2 separate regions of the Sus scrofa genome follow, and region 1 is linked to region 2. The links are chromatin contacts, called in public HiChIP or PLAC-seq maps. All regions are on one chromosome and are shown on one strand. The core of a region is the stretch at or near the end of the contact, and the rest is flanking DNA. Distances in the headings are between cores, read along the strand shown.

The links. HiChIP or PLAC-seq counts read pairs in DNA pulled down with a chosen protein or histone mark.
Region 1: an H3K27ac HiChIP or PLAC-seq map of alveolar macrophages shows a contact between it and region 2. The contact joins two enhancer-like sites. A contact is called at or near these places in 3 of 5 promoter capture datasets (fetal liver, fetal skeletal muscle and liver) and 1 of 2 datasets of contacts at active chromatin or transcription factors (alveolar macrophages).

What each region holds. Positions count from the first base shown.
Region 1 is chr16:4,051,862-4,058,018 of Sscrofa11.1, forward strand. It overlaps LOC110257250 (a long non-coding RNA gene), which reads right to left. Exons shown (of 7, transcript XR_002339614.1): 2 at 3,364-3,469; 3 at 2,610-2,717; 4 at 2,446-2,493. Among named protein-coding and RNA genes, the nearest start is that of OTULIN, 8.1 kb to the right of the region's middle. Within about 2 kb of position 3,215, at least 1 of the 83 cell types and tissues checked has an H3K27ac peak or open chromatin away from gene starts, as enhancers often do. A contact at or near this core is called in alveolar macrophages, where this site is marked.
Region 2 is chr16:3,861,315-3,867,922 of Sscrofa11.1, forward strand. All of the region lies in intron 33 of TRIO (triple functional domain protein), which reads left to right. Among named protein-coding and RNA genes, the nearest start is that of FAM105A, 100 kb to the right of the region's middle. Within about 2 kb of position 1,892, at least 32 of the 83 cell types and tissues checked have an H3K27ac peak or open chromatin away from gene starts, as enhancers often do. A contact at or near this core is called in alveolar macrophages, where this site is marked.

The sequences.
Region 1 (6,157 bases), core at 1,965-4,464, 190 kb after region 2:
GTACCATCTATTAGGTTAGGTACAAGGTATATAAAGATTTACGCATGTTAGGAACCGAATGTTTGTGTCCAACTGAAATTTGTATGTTGAAGCCCTAACCCCTACTGTGACATTTGGAGATGGAGCTGTTATGGAAGTAAAGTTAAATGAGATCATAGGGTAGGAGGCTGATCCAATAGGATTATGCCCCTGTAAGAAGAGGAGACCAGAGTTCTCTGGTGGCTCAGTGGGTTAAGGACCTGGCATTGTCACTACTCTGGCTCTGGTTACTGCTGTGGCATGGGTTCAATCCCTGGCCCAGGAACTGCCACATGCCATGGGCACAGCCAAAACAAAGAGGAGAGACCAGAGCTTGCTTTCTCTTAGCAGGCAGGAGCAGAGGGAAGGCAACTGTGTGCAAGCCAGGAACAGAACTCTCACCAGGACCTGACCGTGCTGGCAATCTAATCTCACTTTTAGCTCCAGAACTGTGAGAAAGTTAATTTTTGTTGTTTAAGCCACCCAGTTTATGGTATTTTGTTGTCAGCACAGCCCAAGCCAACTAAGGCAATGAATAGCCCAAGCTGCTTCCAGCTGTGTCAGGGAAATCAATAGTTAAACTACAACCCAGGTGACTGAGATAGATGTATGGACACTTCATATTTCTAAATGTTTGCTTTAGAGACAATCCTGATGACAGCTGAGACTGGTGGTGACAGGCTACTGCAGATGTCAGACAGCTCTCAACTCAAATGCATTTCAGAGACGACCTCTTACTTAGAGGTATCGTGTCATTAATAAACACGGGCTTTCTCACAGAACCCTGTGTGTAGGAGATGGAATAGAGTCACAGAACCAGTGACTGGATGTGTCCTGGATTCTGGTTCAAGAACAGAACTTCTGGTCCTCAGCTGCCACTTCTATAAAATGAAAGGGGTTTGATTAGCTGTCATCTGAGGCAGTCATCTGAATATTTTTGCCCACTTTCTCCCTTAAAAGAGTTTTGAAACACTGTTTCCACATTTGAAAGTTGACATCTAAAACTTTCCATTAGAAATTTCACTTTATAGGATGTAACTTCCATTGTATTATAAATCTTGGCATTTTAAAATAAAATCATCACATGACTCGTGTCTCTAATACATCTAAATAATATATTTATTAGACACTCACTATCATTCATAAAAAACGTTGTGGTCTGTGCACTTGGGTGGGCAAAGAATTTCCGGACTCATGTCAAGGTACAAAGAAAGAAGAGTTTATTGAGCATGGCAGGGTGAAGAGAAAGTAGAGTTTACTGAGATAAGAGATGCTGCAAGCGCAGGAGGACAACAATCAGGGAGAGCCGACCGGGGCGTGTGGTCATGTCTGTTTTTACAATCCAGGGAGAGGAGAAGTGTGCTATGCCTGCTGACCTGCTGATTTGTTGGGGAAAGAGGAGTCTTATGATACACTTGCTGAGTAGCTGGGGGCCTATAGGTGTGGGGTGAGGAGTGGGCCACATGCCTTTCCTAGTAGGGGTCAGGAAGGAGTAGGCCAGGTTGCTCCAGGTGAGGGAGGGTGCCTTACAATGAGAAGTGTGGGGCGATGATAAAGGTCTGGTAATTCTTATCTTGGCCAGAGGCTTTGAGTTGTATTCCCTTGCAGGCGCCTTAAAGTCCAACAAAAGAGACTGCATTTTACATCATTCCTTTTTCTTACTGAAATCTTATTTCCACTCCATTCTCCATTCCCAGAATTTTAGGTAATGCAGTATATTTTTATGTTTTAAAGTCTTTTATTACTGTGAATTGACGTTTGTCACTTGCCATCAGTCTCTATACTGAGTAAACGTGAGCCACCGCAGCTGCCGACCTGCAGCACCCCCTGAGCAGAGCTCAGAGTGGAGACCAGGAGTGGGGCACTCCCGCACAGCTGGTAAGTGGCCCTTGTGTAGCCCAAGCAATAGAGGTAACTCACTTTGAAGACCATTATTTTATTTATTTATTTTTTAATGGCCATACCTGCAGCATATGGAAGTTCCAGGAATCGGGGTCAAATCTTGGAGCTGCAGCTGAGGCCTACACCATAGCCACAGCAACACTGGATCCGAGCTGCATCTGCAACCTGTGCCACGGCTTATGGCAATGCAGGATCCTTAACCCACTGAGTGAGGCCAGGGATCGAACCCAAATCCTCATGAGACAACAGCAGGTCCTTAACCTGCTAAGCCACAAAGCGAACTCCAAAAGACCATTATTTTAAAGCAGATTCTAGCTGACAAGGTCTTTGGGAAATAATGCAGTGATAATGAAATTATGTAGCCTTATCTTCTGAAGAAGACCTAGTCAACTGCCTTCTAAAATTCTGGACTAAGGAAAAACAAAAAATTAATGTGACAAAACATTAGCAAAAGATCCGGAAAGCCCTTGTTACTTTGTCAGCAATATCCTGCTATGATTTTTTAAGGCATAGTTGACAACCTACCTTATCACAAATAGAGATTTTGGTAACAGTAGAGTGATGTTCTTCCCTCTGTGATGGAGATAAGATGAGCTTGTATGAAAATCATCAACCTAGCATCAGGTTACTCTAGGAGGTGAAGGTTTCCCATAATACAGCATAGAAATGACAAAGACTCTCTTCCTTACCTATATTCTCTTAGGAAACTTCTTCACTTTGTGTCTTTAGCACTTTCTAAATTCCACTGTGCAGTATGAATGATGGACTTCCTTTCCAAATGAACCCAGATGTTTGTCCTAAAAAGGTAAGTATCAAGAAGTAGTCTATGCTACTATCTTAGTCACCTTGGGCTGCCATGACAAAATATCATAGACTGAGCAGCTTAAACAACAGAGGTTTCTTTTCTCACAGTTCTGGAGGTTCGGAAATCCAAGATCAAGGTGCTAACCAATTTGGTTTCTGGCAAGAGCTTTCTTCCTGGCTTGCACATGGCTGCCTTCTGTGTCCTCTCTGGCAGACAGAGAAGTCTGGTGACTCTTCCTCTTTTTTTTTTTTTTTTTTTTTAAGAGCTGCACCCACAGCATATGGAAGTTCCCAGGCTAGGGGTCAAACCACCGCTGCAGCTGCCAGCCTATGCCACGGCCACAGCAACACCAGATCTGTGCTGCGTCTATGACCTACACTACACCTCATGGCAATGCTGGATCCTTAACCCACTGAGCGAGGCCAGGGTTCAAACCCACATCCTCATGGATGCTAGTCAGGTTCATCACAGCTGAGTCACAATGAAAACTCCTCTTCCTCTTATAAGGGCTCTACCCCATGACCTCATTTAACCTTCATCACCTCCATACAGGCCCTATCTCCAAATGTCTTAGTTTAGGCTGCTACAACGAACTACCACACACTGGATGGATTAAACAACAGAAATTTATTTCTTACATTTCTGGAGACTGGAAATCCAAGATCAGGGTACCAGTATGGTTGAGTCCGGGTGAGAAATTTTTTTCTGGCTTGTAGACTGCTAACTTCTTCTTATACCCTTCACCTGGTAAAGAGCAGAGGAAGAGCAAAATTTCTTGTGACTCTTTTTAAAATTAATTAATTTTATTTTTTTGTATTTATAACTTTTAAATTGAGAAATAGTCAATTTACAATGTTTCAGGTGTAGAGGAAAGTCATTCAGTTATATATATATATATATATCTTTATATATATATTTTCAGATATTTTTCCATTATGTTATCGTAAGTTCCCTATGCTATACAGTAGGTCCTTGTTGTTTAATTATTTATTTTTTGCTTTTTAGGGCTGCACCTGTAGCATATGAAAGTTCCCAGGCTAAGGGTCGAATCGGAGCCACAGTTGCTGGCCTACCACTGTCACAGCAACGCCAGCCAAGCCATGTCTGCAACCTATACCACAGCTCACGGCAATGCTGGATCCTTAACCCACTGAGCAAGGCCAGGGATTGAACCTGCATCCTCACAGATACAATGTTTGGTCAGGTCCTTAACCTGCTAAGCCACAACGGTAAATCCTATGTTTAGTTTTTTAAGGAACCTACATACTGTTTTCCATAGTGGCTGCACAAATTTACATTCCCTCAAACAGTACACAGGAGTTTCCTTTTCTTCACACCCTCTCCAGCATTTATTATTTGCAGACTTTTTGATGATGATCACTCCGACCAGTGGGAGGTAATACCTCATTGTAGCTTTGGTTTGCATTTCTCTAATAACTAGTGATGCTGAGCATCTGCGCATGTGCCTACTGGCCATCTGTATGCCTTCCTTGGAGAAATATCTATTTAGGTCTTCTGCCCATTTTTTGATTGGGTTTTTTTTGTTTGTTTGTTTTTTGATAGTGAGCTGTGTGAACTGTTTGTACATTTTAGAAGTCAATCTAAACCAACAAGTTGGTTGCTTGCTGCAACATTGTTTGCAAATATTTTCTCCTCATATGTAGGTTGTCTTTTAATTTTGTTTATGCTTTCCTTTGCTGTGCAAAAGCTTTTAGGTTTAATTAGGTCCCATTTGTTTACTTTTGCCTTTGTTTCCATTACTCTAGGGAACAGGTCCAAAAAAATATTGCTGTGATTTATGTCAGTGTTCTGCTTAGATTTTCCTCTATAAGTTCCTATACTCTGAAAACTATAAAATGCTTAACAAAGAAATTGAAGACAACACAAACGGATGGAAAGATAGACCATTTCTTGGATTTAAAACATCAGCATTGTTAAAATGACAATACTACCTAAGGTGATCTACAGAGTCAATGCTAACTGTATCAAATTAGCAATGGTATTTTTCACAGAACTAGAACAAAATTTTCTAGATTTGTATGGAAATACAAAAGAACCCAAATAACTAAAACAATCTTGAGAAAGACAAATAAAGCTCCCTGGCTTCAGATTATACTACAAAGCAATAGTCATCAAAACAGTATGGTACTGGCACAAAACCAGACACAGAGATCAAGAGAATAGGATAAAAACCCAGAAATAAACCTATGCACTTATGGTCAATTAATCTACAACAAAGGATATGAGAATATATAGAATGGAGAAAAGACAATTTCTTCAATAAATAGTGCTATAAGAACCAGACAGCTCCATATCAAAGAATGAAATTAGAACACTCTCTAACACCATATTAAAAATAAATTCAAGATGGATTAAAGACCTAAGTGAAAGACTGGGTACTCTCGTGATTCTCATAAAAGCATTAATCTCATTCATGAGGGTTCCACCCTCCTGATCATCTGATCCTAATTACCTGCTAATGGCCCCACCTCCTAATACCATCCCCTTGGAGAATAGGGTTTCAACACATGAATTTTAGGAGGACACAAATATTCAGTTAATATCACCAGATATAAGTCATACTGGGGGTTAGGGCTTCAACATATGCATGGGGGGGCATATTCAGTCCATAGCAGGTACTAAGGGCATGGAATTCTATTTTACGGCTCTTCAAAAAAATTATCATATGCCTGAATCATTTTTTTAGGATGAAATTCTCTTTAGCTGGAGGCATAAGACTGGTTTAATACTTTTCCAGAATTCCAAGTCTTTGTACAACATCATTCTCTGTCATCTCCTTATACATGAAATGGTTTCAATTTCATGATAAAATTTCATTATGACTGAATTTCATACTTCTCCCAAGAAAAACTCTTGGGGACAATTTTGGGGGTTTCCAGGTAAACTATTACTACTGCAAGGTATTTTTTAATGGACTATTTCCCCATAAAGTTATTTCTTCTAGTCTCAGAACTACGAAGACACAGTAGCCCCCACAACAAAATCCTGATAAAAAACAATGAGCATTCCACAATCAGGAAACATGCTAAAAACAGGGGTCCTTGAAATAAATACTCAGGTATTCTTACAGTAGTTAATTTCTAAGTGAAACTAGCAACACTTCCTTCCAAGCTTGAGTACAGTGCATAAACCTATGAAACAAGAATAAGCTAAAAAGTACCTTTCCTGTGACGACTTTAGGAACCGATGTACAGAATACCCTTGAAGTCTATTTCTTATTGCTGTGACATTGGGAAATTCCATAAAGTAAAAATATGTTTTGACCTTGCTGTAAAATAGGAGTTTATGGTATTGAAAGGGTATATATGCATATAAATTGTACTAAGTTCCTTACAGAGAATTAAAAAAAAAAATCAATCCAACCAACCAACACTAACAGCTCAGTAGTATTCTTCATGAGCATTTACTCTA
Region 2 (6,608 bases), core at 642-3,141:
AAAGCAGTGTGCCCTTGTGTAGGGCCCTGAGGTTCACTGCAGAGCTGTGCCTGTTCCCCTGACGAAGGCAGTGGTCCTCCCGAACATTAAACAGACCCAGATCTGCAGTGAGCCATGTGCCCCAACATCCTTCCCGAACCCCCTTCTCTGCAAGTCGTCTTTGTTCTTTTTTGATGAGGAACGTGGATTCTCACTAATATACATTTAGTTTTTATAAATTAAAGGAAAAATCTTTCAAAGACGAAATCTAGGAAGGTGAACCTGTTCTAAAAGCATGCGGCCCAGTTCACACTGGGGCACACCTCACCTCTGGGGTGCCAGCGCACAGCACAGGCTGTGTCTCGTGGGAGTAAATGAAAGCACGGAAGCCCTCTGCCCCGCCTCCTCTTGTTTCAGCGACAAAGACTATTTCACACAAGTTACTATGCAAACTAAATTTTAGCTCAGATCTTTTTTGCTCTTTAAGTCTTTAAATGAATCCAGAGTTTAGGACTAGGTATGCTGCTAACACACTGGGAGTAGCATGTGGCTGCAGGTCAGACCACCAGTGTACTCTCTCCTGGCTCCCTTGCCAGTGAGCCAGATCCTGTTAATCTTGCTGCTCAACTGCAGTTTCCTCTCCTGGGAAAAAAAAAAAAAAAAAAAAAAAAAAAAAGTGTATGCCTGTTGCTGCAATGATCATGATTCTCTCCAAAACCACATTAAAGGGATTTTTTTTCCTTTTAACCAAACCACAGTTATGAAAATAATTTGAATTCATTTTCTCACTTTTGACTACTCAAAAATGTAATTGTCCCTATAAGCTTATGATGACAATTCTTTTGGGGGTAGGAACAGTGTTACCCGCTGCACATGCACATTATATATATTTCCATCCAGAAAGCAAAGAAACTTTAAGTGATTGAGCCTTATTTTTGGATGAATATAAACATTCTAAAATATTGGCATTCCCTGGTGGCTCAGCAGGCTAAGGATCTGGCTGTGTCACTGCTGTGGCTCCCGTCACTGCTGTGACAAAGGTTTGATCCCTGGCCTGAGAACTTCCACATGCTGCAGTTGTGGCCAAAAAAATTTTTTTGAAATACTAAACTTTTTGAAGTTATTATTAAAGTCTAAGTTAGTATTAAAAACCATCAGCTGAGACGTTCCCTCCAAGTGCCCTGAAGGTCCCAGGTTAGGAGCCTCCAGAACAAATGACCTTGCCCCGTTCTGGAATCCTTTTCCTTTCTCTGGACAAGGACTAGGCCTCCTCCTCCTCCTCAGCTGCAGTCTCCTCCGTTGGTGTGTGCTCTTTCTAAGTGCATTCTTCCAGCCAGGCTTCATGGGGAACACAAATTGACTGCTTTTTATACTGAAGAATTTCCTCCAGGTGCTCCAGTTGGCCGGGGTTGGGGGTGGTAGGGTGAGTGAGCCTGCAAACCCAGCCTGGGAGCTGGGTAACGAGCCTTGGAATTCAGAATTGGTCCTCTGAGGCTCCTCCACTTCCCCTCCCTGCCTCGCAGGACTGGAGAGGGTGGGCCCAGGAGCCACAGCCCAGATGCTCCTCATCAGTTTTTACGGTTCTCACATAAAACCACACAAACATGAACAGAGGGTACCAGCCCAAAATATACTGTTTCTCTGAAACTGTATGCCAGTTGCTCTTCTTAAAAAAAAAAAAAAGGAAAATTCAGACATATGGAGCAGCAGGGGGAAGGGGGCATATGATGCTCATAGGCAGCTAGCGCTAATGTTTAGACATGTTTTTAGTCTTTTTCTACGAAAAATGCTGCCTCTTTTATTTATGCTTTTCAAATTTGACTCTAAGATAACATCTCAGTCCTGTCCACTGTCCGTTTTCTCAAATGCACAGTAAAAGGAAATAACTATTGTTACTTCCTGTTAGCAGAAATAACAATTCACACTGTCGTGAAAGTGGTCCTGTTTCGGAAGGACCAGAGGCGTTATTCTTCTGTCTAAGGACGCAGCCCCTGAGACACATCTGATACCAAGTCCACCACCCTCAGACAACCTCCCCGCCCCTTCCTCTTTTATCTCTTAATGCTGATGGATTATTTTAAGAAGTGGCCCAATGGCCAGAAGCGCATGTGAAGTTGAATAAGAGTCTTTAATAACCAGAATGGAACGTACTCATTATGACGCAGAACTGCAAATTGGAGGTTTTTCCCTTTGTGTCTCTGGGCTGTAAAGAAAGCGGGCACCCAGCGCTTCCCCAGCCCCGCTCCACCCCCGCCCCCGCCCCGCCGCCTGTGAGGCTGTTTCCTCCTGTCGCTGCTTCCCTCCTGCTCTGTGGCAGTGCTGCTCTATCACAGGGGCACCAATTAAAGCCAGGGACAGGATTTGTGCTGATAATTGGCGTTCATAGCAGAGGCGTTCTTTTCATTCCCTTTGTCCCTGAGCCGCTTTGTTCCTTCCTGGAATAACTCCAGGCCTCCCTTCCTTCCTTCTCACTGGTTACCAGCTGCTTGAACAACCCCCGCCTGGGGAGGATATGCTAACAGGACAACCTCTGGATGAGGCATTCGGGGGATGCTCTGAAAGCTGCCCCGGCCTGGCCTCACCTGCTCGCTCCTCCCGAGCCCCATCGTAGGTGCAGGTTTCACCTCCCTTGTTGGATGCGAGCATCACTCCAAAAACAGTTGCCCCCACCCTCTTTTCTTTTTGTGTTATCTGTTGCTGTTGCGTTCATTTGTGATATCCTGAAAAGAAGGCGGTCCTCAAATTCTGAAATAATCCTTCGAAAAAGAAAATTAAATGGCTTTCAGTTCTTGTAGGGGAGTGAGGGGGCAAGATATAAAATCACATGAGATAAGGTTATGGGACTGCAAACCCTTAACCCGCTGTGTGCTCAAAAGTAGATTGTGAATGTAGGATGTACACACACACAATTGGACAAAAAGCCATAATTATGTGGTTAACATTGAATATTTTAATCCCATTTTTCAAGTGCCTAGCTTTAGTTAGAGCAGCATTTTGCTTTTGGTGAAGGTGTTACTAGAATAAATTGTGAAAGGAATTCCTGCTTGGTTAGGACTTTTGGTTCTTTGATCTTTGAACTGAACAACCACAGACCCTAGGTTATAGCATACTAGATACTTGCTTTGTGCTCTGGGGGGTGGGGTTGGGTGGATGGAACCGTCCATTTCCTTATTCTCCACAGCTGCAATTCTTTCTAAACTAATATTCTGTCCCCTGAGACTGAAACTTCAGCTAACCTGCCGGGCAGATGACGTGAAGAGTGATAGTACTTGGCAGACTGATTGCAGAACATTCCAAGGCCAGTTTTTGTTTCCTAATGCTCCATAAAAATGAGCGTAGAGCTCTATGAATGAGTTATGTGGGTCTAAGAAAACATTTATAAGTTTCGTGGTTTATGGCATGTTTTGGTTAGATACGTTCTTAGGCAGTTCATGCATTTTCTGGAATGTAGGAGAAAGACTTGCATTTGGCATTCTGGATCTGATCTTAATTAAAAATAATGACACATTTATATATGAATGGAGAGAAATCTGTCACCACCTGAAATAAATCAGTCAGGAGATTTAAACCACTAACTGTAGAATGTTCTTTTAAACCATTTTGCGCGGGAATGTTTTTGCTCATCCCTGGCTTCATTTAGAGATGTGTTCAAGTTAGAAAATCTACCCACTGTCCCTTAAAAAAAAAAACCTTTGGTACTCTCTTTAAGAATAGCCCAAGATATTTTATTTTTTTCAAAAAGATGAGGATGATAACCAAAAGCATCAATATCCACCATGAAGAATATGGTTCCCAGTGTCAGCCTCCTTCAAAGAAGATTAAATCTTCCACTTCACCAACACGTTGTGTTTGGTGTTAGGAGCGATCTTGCCCGAGTTAAACATTCGTGTTCCTTGGCAGTGTCAGACCGTCTAAGAGCCAGGATGAGGTGGAGGGAGTGTTGTGCAGGCACTGTGGGATTGCTTCTTTTCCCCAAAGTCACCTTCTGTTCCCTTAAAAGGTGATTATTTGGGGGCAATAATAAATACTCTGTTGCCTTGGAAATAGCTTTGCCAAATGAAGAATTAAGAAGCCACCATTTTATCACAGAAAACTACATTATCCCTAAGTCAGCAGTATACGAAATACTAAGTAATCTGAGAAAGACACAGACTTTTTTAAGAGTTTTTCTTTGTGTAAGTGATATATTTGAAAAGCACAGCCATTAGGCCCCTGGGGGGAACACAGAGGATCTCAGCCTCTGAAAAAGCCAGACAGAGGAACATCTAGGAGTTTTTCTGGTTTCTAAGCAGTTAAGTAGACCCAGACAAGAGCAGCAGACGTCATTAATTGCCTGCGTGGTGGTGCCCGGTGCCCAGGTGGCTCTGGGGTCAGTGCAGCGCCCTCTCATGCATCTACCTAAGAAGCAGCCTAGGCTTGGCCTGATGCCATATTTTTTTTTTTTTTTTTTTTTTTTTTGTCTTTTTGCTGTTTCTTGGGCCGCTCCCTCGGCATATGGACGTTCCCAGGCTAGGGGTCCAATCAGAGCTGTAGCCTCCAGCCTATGCCAGAGCCACAGCAACGTGGGATCCGAGCCCCGTCTGCGACCTACACCACAGCTCACGGCAACGCCGGATCATTAACCCACTGAGCAAGGGCAGGGACCGAACCCACAACCTCATGGTTCCTAGTCGGATTCGTTAACCACTGCGCCACGACGGGAACTCCGTGATGCCATTTGTTTAATCTTGGAGGAAGGGAACGTGGTGCCAGGTGAGGTGTCAGTCAAAGGGCAATCTTCCCTCCTCCCCCGCCCCCCCGCCTCCACCCTCACTGGTGGTCAGGGTGGTGTCCTCTGTCATTTCTGCTGCCCAGGACTCCACGTGGAGTAAAGCCATGGTGTTACTCGCTGGCTGGAGAACTTGCCACTGGAGGATGATGCTAACTGGCCTGTGGCCCTTCAGACTCTCCCCGTCAGACAGAGCCCGTCCATTAGGGGTGTGGGAGCTGGGCTGGGAGAGTGTCAGGAGACCTGGGGGAAGGTTGATATCTGCAACTCTCAAGATTTGTGTCTGTGCTTCTGGTGTCATTTTATGCAATGTTCTGGAAAAGCATCTTTCTTTCATCCAGCAAGGATATCCTGAAACATCTGCTTTTGTCCCTGTGTAAAAGTCGGGGCTGAGCTCAAAGCCCCTCCCTGCCCTCACTGGCAAGATGGCCCCATGGGGTTTTTCTTTTCACTTTTGTGACAGCATAGATTTTCAGTTGCAGGAAAAGCCTGCTGTTCATCTCCAAAAAAAAAAAAAAAAAAAAAAGTATTTCAAGGGCTAGATCCCATTAAAAAACAAAAAAAAAAACAAAACAGAGAAAATGGCCTGTCATTCCAAGGAGACAGAAACATGGGCTGGAAACTCTCAAACAAAAGCCAAATAGAGAAGGATCCCATTAGGAGAAAGCCCTGGCAGAAAAAAAAAAGAACTTTCTGCATTTTATGACAGCGTGATTTTAACCGTGCAAGGATGTCTGCTCTGGGTCAGCAGGTGACCCAGGTCCTGGCTCCTCCCTGTCCTACCCCTGGGAGGGGTATCAGTCAGGTAGGTCACACCACAGCCGTGCGAGGCCTTCTGCCTTTGTTGCCCTCTCAATGTTTTGTCATCGGGCATGGCAGCTCCCACATTCATCTCTTCCTGGGAGCCAACAACCCGGTTGTAAATGGTCACCAGCCACAGACCTAGTAACTAGTACCTGGAGCATCCCTGGTCCAACAGAGGAGCCAGGTCCAGTTTTATTCTGGGTGTGATAACTCAGGTTTACTAGATTTGTATTAAATTCCTTTACATTAACCCAGACTAACCCGTCCTTTCCATTATCCACTATCAATAATGACTCTTGCCTCATCATTTCATTTCTGGGGTGTTTTCAGGTTTCCACTTTGGTAATATGTGATATCCTGTTCATCTGATTAGCCAAACAAAGGATTATGCCATCTGCTTTTATCTTTATTGAATTTCTTCACATTTCCTTTTGGGAAGTTGAAGTGGTAAGGTTCTTTCTAGTGGAGAAAGACCTTTAAAATGAGAGAGGATTTGACCAGAAATTCTGACCGGTTAGCATTTTGCCTCAGAAGAGTGAGTTTGAGAAGAAAAACAGTGCTTGAAGTTTTGCCTTTGTTGACAAAGCCACATTTTCCAAAGACAATGTAATGTTTTAGGTGTTTTCAGAAAAGTCACACTAAGAATAAACAGCATTTGGAGAGCCCGAGAGATTCAAAGAGCAAAATGCCGGAGCAACTTCTGTTTTCGTGTTGGGTTTGGTTAGAGGTTTATAAGCCTTGTATTTCGTGTGCCTCTCACATTAGGTGCTGGTAGGAGACCTTGTCTGTGACAGGACTCCCTCAGACTAGCACTCTGAACAGAGCAGTGGCCCTCTGTGAGCAGCATACATGTGCTTTTAACCTTCCCAAAGAAAAAGATAGAGCAGCCGCTTCTGAGTCCAGTTGTTTCCAGTTAAGTCTGTTTTAATTGTTGCTGGTGATTCCATTGCATGTCTTCCATTCAGGGGGCCCGGGAGGTGGCCTGTGAGTGTGGTTTCCTGGAAGGGGCTGCCCAGGGAACAGTGAATGTGTGGGTCATTTATGTGCATTTTCTCAG